Linked DNA regions of Callithrix jacchus: region 2 is linked to region 1. The links are chromatin contacts, called in public Hi-C maps. All regions are on one chromosome and are shown on one strand. The core of a region is the stretch at or near the end of the contact, and the rest is flanking DNA. Distances in the headings are between cores, read along the strand shown. Region 1 overlaps HK2 (hexokinase 2). Region 2 has its middle 51 kb from the start of SEMA4F.

Evidence for each region. A called contact is a pair of places that touch in the nucleus more often than the background predicts.
Region 2: a contact with region 1 is called in a Hi-C map of skeletal muscle, with 4 times the contacts expected there. The contact joins two enhancer-like sites. A contact is called at or near these places in 3 of 3 Hi-C or Micro-C datasets (induced pluripotent stem cells and skeletal muscle).

What each region holds. Positions count from the first base shown.
Region 1 is chr14:38,304,681-38,308,728 of calJac240_pri, reverse strand. HK2 (hexokinase 2) reads left to right here. Exons shown (of 18, transcript XM_002757585.6): 6 at 365-464; 7 at 770-953; 8 at 3,478-3,633. Among named protein-coding and RNA genes, the nearest start is that of HK2, 40 kb to the left of the region's middle. Within about 2 kb of position 1,493, at least 3 of the 16 cell types and tissues checked have an H3K27ac peak or open chromatin away from gene starts, as enhancers often do. A contact at or near this core is called in skeletal muscle, where this site is marked.
Region 2 is chr14:38,478,895-38,482,885 of calJac240_pri, reverse strand. No RefSeq gene overlaps it. Among named protein-coding and RNA genes, the nearest start is that of SEMA4F, 51 kb to the left of the region's middle. Within about 2 kb of position 1,850, at least 1 of the 16 cell types and tissues checked has an H3K27ac peak or open chromatin away from gene starts, as enhancers often do. A contact at or near this core is called in skeletal muscle, where this site is marked.

The DNA of each region.
Region 1 (4,048 bases), core at 244-2,743:
TTTGTATGTGATCAGCTGCTTTGTGGGGCGGGGTGGGGGAGGGGGGGTTAAATTATCACAATGAATAAATAATTTTTGTCTTGGCACAAGACTCTTTAGTTCTTAACCTGAAGAAGACTTGAATATCATTTCCAAGTAAGAAAGTTGGAATGATGTTGGCATGGAGTGGAATGGCACAGAGAGAGAATAAGAAAGTCTTATCACAGCAGTTATGGGGAGAAAGGGGGAAAGAGAGAGAGAGAGAGGAGGAGGAGGAGGAGGACGAGGAGGAGGAGGATGAGAAGGAGTAGTGATGTACAGCTGGGGTCAGGAAAGTCACCCTCTGTGATGATGAAGGTCAGAGCCCTCCCTTTTATCTCCACAGGACTTTGATATCGACATTGTGGCTGTGGTGAATGACACAGTTGGGACCATGATGACTTGTGGTTATGATGACCACAACTGTGAGATTGGTCTTATTGTGGGTGAGTGAGTGAACACTGGGCATGAGGGCCTGTGCTGGCCAGAGGATGGGGGTGTGGGCTGGAAAGGGAGAAGGGGCCCATGGGCTGGGTGTTCCTTTATAGTTCATACTAGAAGATAATGGTCCAGTCATTTTGGAGAGCTGAGCTGGAACTCATGGGGTTGGGGGCAGCAGAAGATTGGACCATGTGTTGGGATGCCCGCAGAGTCTGCAGTGAGAAATCCCAGCCACCCTGCAGTGGTGTAAGAGGGAAGAGGGGTGGGGGGAATGGAGCAGGCATGGCATAGTAGTCACTTGTTTTGGCAGGCACGGGCAGCAACGCTTGCTACATGGAAGAGATGCGCCACATCGACATGGTGGAGGGTGACGAGGGGCGGATGTGTATCAACATGGAGTGGGGGGCCTTCGGGGATGATGGCTCGCTCAATGACATTCGCACTGAGTTTGACCAGGAGATTGACATGGGCTCACTGAACCCTGGGAAGCAACTGTGAGTAGGCCCTTCTTGTGTGGGTGGACTTGGAGGGGGGCCTCAGGAGCTTAGTTTGGGGCTGGTCAGGGTCAGGGGGTGGTTTCTTTATAGTGTTATATCCCCAAAGGTTGCCAAGGTGGCCACTGGTCATAGGAATGTCTGTGACTAGTAATTGCGGAAAGATCTAAAACAGAGAGCAAGCAGATATCCTAGATTATATCTAATAATGTGTGTCCTTCAGAGGAGTCATTTTGGAAGGTTCTAGTCTGAGTGTAAGTGGGTGGCCCTGCTCTTCTTTCCGCCTTCTATTTCTAAATTGTCCATGGGAACTGTGATCCACCAAAGAGTGTTGATGATCAAGACTGGGGTCTCTGAAAGCTCCTTTCATAGCTCCCACTCCATCACTCCCCAAAGGACAGGCTGACAGCTGGCTGCTCACTGCTGGCCCCTGGGGTCCCAAGGCCTCCTGCCGCAGTGTAGGCAGACCCATGGCCTCTGGAGACATTGGCTGAGGAGCTTCCTTGGCCTCCTTCCCTTGGACCTTGGCCCAACTATATCCTGGGATGGATTGGAGGAGAGGCTACTAGCATTTTGGATCCTGAATATTGTATTCTCCAGCCTGGCCTGCCTTCGTTTTTAGTTGCTTTTATCTCTTACAAAACCTTTTTGTACCCTCACAAACATTGGCCAAATGTGCATGGGAAAGATCTTGAAACAGGGATTGCTTCAAGGTCTGAAGCAGTTGCAAAATATTTTGAGCAATACAGATCATCTCCAGTCTTGTTGAGACTGTTGTAGAAAAGCTTTGTGTGCAGATCTCTCCTTGGAGAGGAAAATTGAACTCTGTAAACCAAGTCAGTGGTGGGCAACCTTTCTTCCCAGGAGAGTCCTTGCTTTCTCAAAGCATGGTTTATTTACCTAAGTCACAAGCTTCTTTCATATGTTGAAACATGAGTCGTATACTTGAACTTTCTGAGGAACACACTGGTTGTCTGCAGTGGGTGATGAGAGGTTTATGACCTGAAAAGTCACTCAGTGCCTGCCTTCATGAATGAAGCACACCCAAGTCATTCCAAGGAACTATAGGCCCTTTCAAGTGTCAAAAGACAAATGTGCCAGCCAGGCCATGACAACACCCCCCCGGCTTATCCTTAGACAAGACAAAGGCTGAAAGGAAATATACCAAATTGTCATCCATGGTAGCCCTAAAGTCACCATAGACATTTTTTATTAAGTAATAAAAAATGCCCCTCTTATTAAGTATCTTCCAAATGTTGACTGGAACAAAGTGTTTTTAAAAACTAGAACAAAAACTTACATTAAAAAAAAAAAACCACCCATACTTGGGAGCCCCTCTGGCCTCAGCCCACTCCCCCTAGCTCCCATAGAACCAGCTGTGTGGGAGAAGACACTGGGGCAGACACGGAGTTCCTTACTGTTGAAGACAGGCTCGCATCCAGGCTCGTTTCCTTCTCCGGAAGCTCTGCCTGTCTCGGTGCACTAACGTTTAAAATATGCTCTGTGATCTGTGCAGTTTCGCCAGCTCTCTGCTGTACTTGGCCATGGGTCCTGAGCAGGCTGCTTCCTGGAGGCCTGAGTTTCTCTCGGAATGGTAACCCTGGAATCCCTTCCACACCTCAGTCCTGGGCCTCCTCGTCATTGGGGCTCATCCTAGTTACTGTCAGCAGGCCTGGGCGCCCCCTCTCTCCAAGACGCAGATTCTTTCTCAAACATCCAGAAATGGGTCTTTTGCCAAAAAGATTCGCCAGAGATTGGTTTCCTCTGGCTCAGTTCTAGCCAGAAAGACCAATTTACAAGGAAAACAGTGCCACCTAGTGTTGAAAATTTAAATCACCTTACCGCACTGCTTATCTTTCACCCTTAAAACATGCCTTTATCTTGTTAGCTGCCTGCTAAGAAGCGTGTTTCACTCTCAGACTCCTGAGACCCATCATTTAGAGTTCAGAGGCCAGTGCCGATTCCTCTATCCCAACCTGCCCTTATAATGTTGCCCATCACCCCCTGCCCCAGGTGGTTTTCACACCATTTTCCCTGGAGCCCACCAACGGCTTGCAGGGGTGGACAATGTGAGCAGATGAGTTTCTAGGCCTGTGCCACATATTTAATCAGATCAACCTTTTCTCTTGGAAATAAATATTGGGCTATGTAAGATGTTAATTTTAAAAAGGATTTTCTGGCTAGAGAAGAATTTTAAAGATTACTACCCTACACATCTTTACCTAAAATACAGGCTGTTCCAGAATGTTCCATACTCCCTAGGCATTTCATTTGTCTGCTGAAGTCTCATTCATTCTTCTCCATAGGTCAAGGCCCAACAGCCTGCAGGGACAGCCCAAGCCAGTTCGCCTGAGCTGTCACCTCTCCACATATCTTAATCCTGGGCTGTGCTGCACACATTAACCCTTAGTTGTGCCACAACCCATAAAGTGTGAAGTTTCACATGTGCACATCTTGCTTCAACAGGGAAGCTTTGAGTTCATGGACAGTGGGGGCTTTATGTTTTTGGTTTGTGTCTTGGCAGGTTTGAGAAGATGATCAGTGGCATGTACATGGGGGAGCTGGTGAGGCTTATCCTGGTGAAGATGGCCAAGGAGGAGCTGCTCTTTGGGGGGAAGCTCAGCCCAGAGCTCCTCAAAACCGGTCTCTTTGAGACCAAAGACATCTCAGACATTGAAGGGTAAGCTTCTGGCCAGCCCCCTCTATTCACTGGATCACCACAAGAGTAGACAGGTAGTTGGGGAATGAGGAGGGGACACCTACTTTTGACTATTCAAATGTAGACTGCAAGAGGGCCTCACATGATGTGGACAATGGTGGGCCTGTGGCTTCACTTCAATTACCAGTCTCCACTTGTTGATTTTGAGGGTAATTGCTACCAATGACAAGGTACTTGGAACCATGGTTTGCCTCCATATGCAGGGACTTGGGCTGTTGCACTGGGTTTGAAGCAGGAGGCTCCCAGAAGGTCCCTGAATGACTCACCTGCATCTGCTTCCTTTTCCTTCTCCTGAAGCTCTGACATCTGGTTCCCTATTGGTGATGCTCAAAAAAGGACTCTATCATCACTCCTGCTTCATAATAGAAAGCTAGGT
Region 2 (3,991 bases), core at 601-3,100, 170 kb before region 1:
AGATTACAGGGATGAGCCACTGTGCCCGGCCTTGCCTCTCTTATTAATTTCTTCTATAGCCTTCTAGCATTTCTTTGTGAAAATATAATCAAATATAAAAATGTGGGAAGGGGGTGAGGGATAATGGACTACAAATTGGGTTCAGTGTATGATGGTCGTGATGGGTGCACCAAAATCTCACAAATTGTCACTAAAGAACTTACTCATGTAACCAAATACCATCTGTTCCCCAGAAACCTATGGAAATAAAAAATGTTTTTAGAAAAGAAAGAAAAAAAAATGTTAAAATGCATTCTTATTTCCACCATTTCTTACTTAAACAATATATCAAGGAGATCCTTCCACATCAATGCATAGAAAGTGTCCTTGTTCTGTTTTAAGGTATTGGGTTGTAAGGCTGAATCATAGTATGTTTAACTAATCTCTATTTATGGACCTTGGGGTTATTTCTAATCTTTTGCTGTTACAACCTGAGCTGTCATAACTAACTTTGTACATTTGTCATCTCATAAGAATGTGTATCTGTGGATTCCCAGAAATGGATTTGCGAGGTCAAAAAGTAATTGCACATGTACTTTTGATAGATATTACCAAAATACCTTCCCAAAGGCCTGTACCATTTTGCATTTCCATGAACAAAATAGAAGTGTACCTGTCTCTTCACAGCTAGAATTAGCCCTTGCTGGAGATCTGTCTTCCCAGGTTATAGTCTGCTTGGACCAAAATTAAATTCTGTTTCATCTCTTGAGTACATACTGGGGTGGGGGCATTAGTCCTGAGGCATGCTGGGTAACATGGAAGACCAGCATCGACTTAAGAACCTGGCATGGCTAGTGCTCAATGTACAGTCCAGAGTATCAGTGTCTTTCACCTCAGATTAGCTCTTCCTTGCACTTCTCTTTGAGAGGCTGTTGCTTAGAATAGCCTCAAATGGGCAGAGGTTGCAGTGAGCCAAGCTCCTGCCACTGCACTCCAGCCTGGGCGACAGAGCAAGACTCCATCTCAAGAAAAACAAAAGCCTCAAAATTTGGGCAATCGGGTGATCAATTCTAATTTTATCCTTAAAGTGATCTGGTGGGATGTGAGGGGGTAGTTATGACTTCCACTTGACAGATGAAGAAGCTGAGGCACAGAGGAAAGAGACAGCACTTTCTTTTCTTTTCTTTTTTTTTTTTTGAGACAGAGTCTTACTCTGTCGCCAGGTACCAGGCTGGAGTGCAGTGGCGTGAGCTCAGCTCACTGCAACCTCCACCTCCTGGGTTCAAGCAATGCTCCTGCCTCAGCCTCTCAAGTAGCTGGGACTACAGGCACGCACCACCACGCCCAGCTAATTTTTGTATTTTTTAGTAGAGATGGGGTTTCACCATGTTGGCCAGGATGGTCTCGATCTCTTGACCTCGTGATCTGCCTGCCTCAGCCTCCCAAAGTGCTGGGATAACAAGTGTGAGCCACTATGCCCTGTGAGCTAGAACTTTCTTACTGCTCCCTTCCTCTTCTGAGATGAGCCCCAGTTGTAAGATTGGGGTCTTGATGAACTGGAGAGCATTTTGAGAGGGGAACACTTTGAGGAGGGATTGCCTCAAATTCCAAGGGAGTAGAGAGCAGCACATTGAAGGCTGCTCCAGGCTCCAGGCTTTAGGCAGAAGAAAGAAACAATCTTTAGTTCAACTTTGATCCCTGGTTTGCTTGTGTTCTTGATGTTACTTCGGGCCAGGGACTGGACCTCATTTGTCTTAGTACCTGGAACCTCTAGGATTAGCAGGCCAGGGCAGGAGTAAAAACAGCTGATCCCAGCCCCTAGTCTTCCCCCTTCTCTTCCTGGCCCTGGCTCCAACCTGCATCTCAAAAAGCCCTGTGTACTGGCCTCAGCCACCCCTCAGGCCTGGGAGTTTACTCACAGGAAGCAAGGTCCACTCTCCAGACCCAGAGAAGATGCTTGTCCAGGCCCTGGAAACAGGATCAGGACTGTTTGGGAATTCCAGGGTCCCAGGTACCTGGAAGATGGTCCAAAAGGAGGTTTGGACTCCAGATAAGCACATCCCTTAGGGCCCATAGATTTCCCCAAAGAAGAGCCCTCTAAAACATAGGGTCTAGGTGTAAGGGTGATGCTATGGGAAAGAATCTAGTCAAACCATCAATCCGAAGGCACTAGGCAGAGCTGGAAAATTCAGGCGCAAAAAAACTGGATGCAAGTCAGAGAAATCTGTTCATAATAAGAAGGCTTGGGCTGGGCGCAGTGGCTCATGCCTATAATCCCAGCACTTTGGGAGGCCGAGGTGGGTGGATCATGAGGTCAAGAGATTGAGACCATCCTGGTCAACATGGTGAAACCCTGTCTCTATTAAAAATACAAAAAATTAGCTGGGCATGGTGGCACATGCCTGTAGTCCCAGCTACTTGGGAGGCTGAGGCAGGAGAATTGCTTGAACCCAGGAGGTGGAGGTTGCAGTGAGTCGAGATTGCGCCATTGCACTCCAGCCTGGGTAACAAGAGCAAAACTCCATCTCAAAAAAAAAAGGTTTAAACTGGGAGAAAGAAGTCAGAGGTTATAGGAGCCACATAAGTAAGAAAATATAAGTATAATACATATTATGGGATGGGATGGCCCAGGGATGGGGATGGGCTGGGATGGAGCTGTCACAGAGTTGGGGTACCTGGTCAAGTAGTTGTGCATGGAGCTGGCTGTAAGTGGGAGCTATCCTTTTCCAGACAGCAATTCTAGTCTTCTGTCCTCTACCTAGAAGTCAGAGATACCTGTAGACTCAGTCACAGAAGCCCTTACCAGCCTGGTTGTCAGGCCATTTTACTCCACCCAGATTCAGGGGGCCCTGTCTGAAAGAATATCTGGTTAGGTTTGTTGAAACAGAACCTTAGCACAAAGGTCCTACTGCAATGTGAGTCATGCTGAATCCATAACCACTGAGGGGTTCCTTACAAATATAACTAAGTACAAATACCTCCAAGAAAGTCATGCCATGGTGAGTTTTCCTTTGACTATCAGTCCTTCCCTCTTGAGGGCTTACTCAATTTCTTCACTTCTATCAGGTATCCTAAAAGATCCCTGTTGTTATTTCCACTTCAGAGGGTCACAGCCCCCACAAGCAAACCAATGCCCAATTAGTAAGCCGCAGTAGTACCAGTTTCACTGTGTTTTGTCAAATCTGCATAAGCTCTATTTTGCTTTCTCACAGAATCACACACTCCTCAAGTTTTAGGGAATTATTATTTTTTTCTTTTTGTAGAGATGGTGTCTCACCATGTTGCCCAGCTTAGACCCAAACTCTTGGCCTCATGCAGTCTGCCTTGGCCTCTCAAAGTGTTGGGACTACAGGTGTGAGCTACTGTGCCCTGCCTTATTGAGGGAGTTTAAAGCCTGGTGCTTGAATGCTCTCAGTAACCAAGGTAACTTACAAGGTAGCCAAGTTTACCTTTGAGCCACTCTGACCTCCAAAGGGTCTTGTTTAGGTTCAGCTGAAATCTGTGTTTTCCAATTTTCCAATCATTGGTCTTCATTTCACCTGTTGGGGTACACGCAGAGTATCTTCAGGGCCTTTCCCAGCTGACCCAGACTGTGGCCCAGTTTACTACCATAACTCATCTGAGCCACCTCTGTGGATCAGACACCTCCTATGTTTTCAGCCATTCTCCATATGATATGGTTTCAGGAACTCTCCCCTACACCCACATGCAGGGCACTCAGCATGTGGGTGTAGGGGAGAGTTCCTGAAACCATATCATATGGAGAATGGCTGAAAACAGGAATAATGCCTCAGAGGGACCTCCAAGTGAAGATGCCACATAGGCTGTTAGATAAATTATCTGACATTCAGAGGGAGGACTAAGATAAATGGGTATAGATTTCAGAATCATTAGCTCGTGTTGGGGGTGGCTGAAGGTAGTTAAGGTCACCTATGGAAACTGAAGATAAAGAGAGAATGGAACCTGGGGGAAGATGGATTGTTCAAGGGTAGGTGGAGGAAGATGGAGGAGC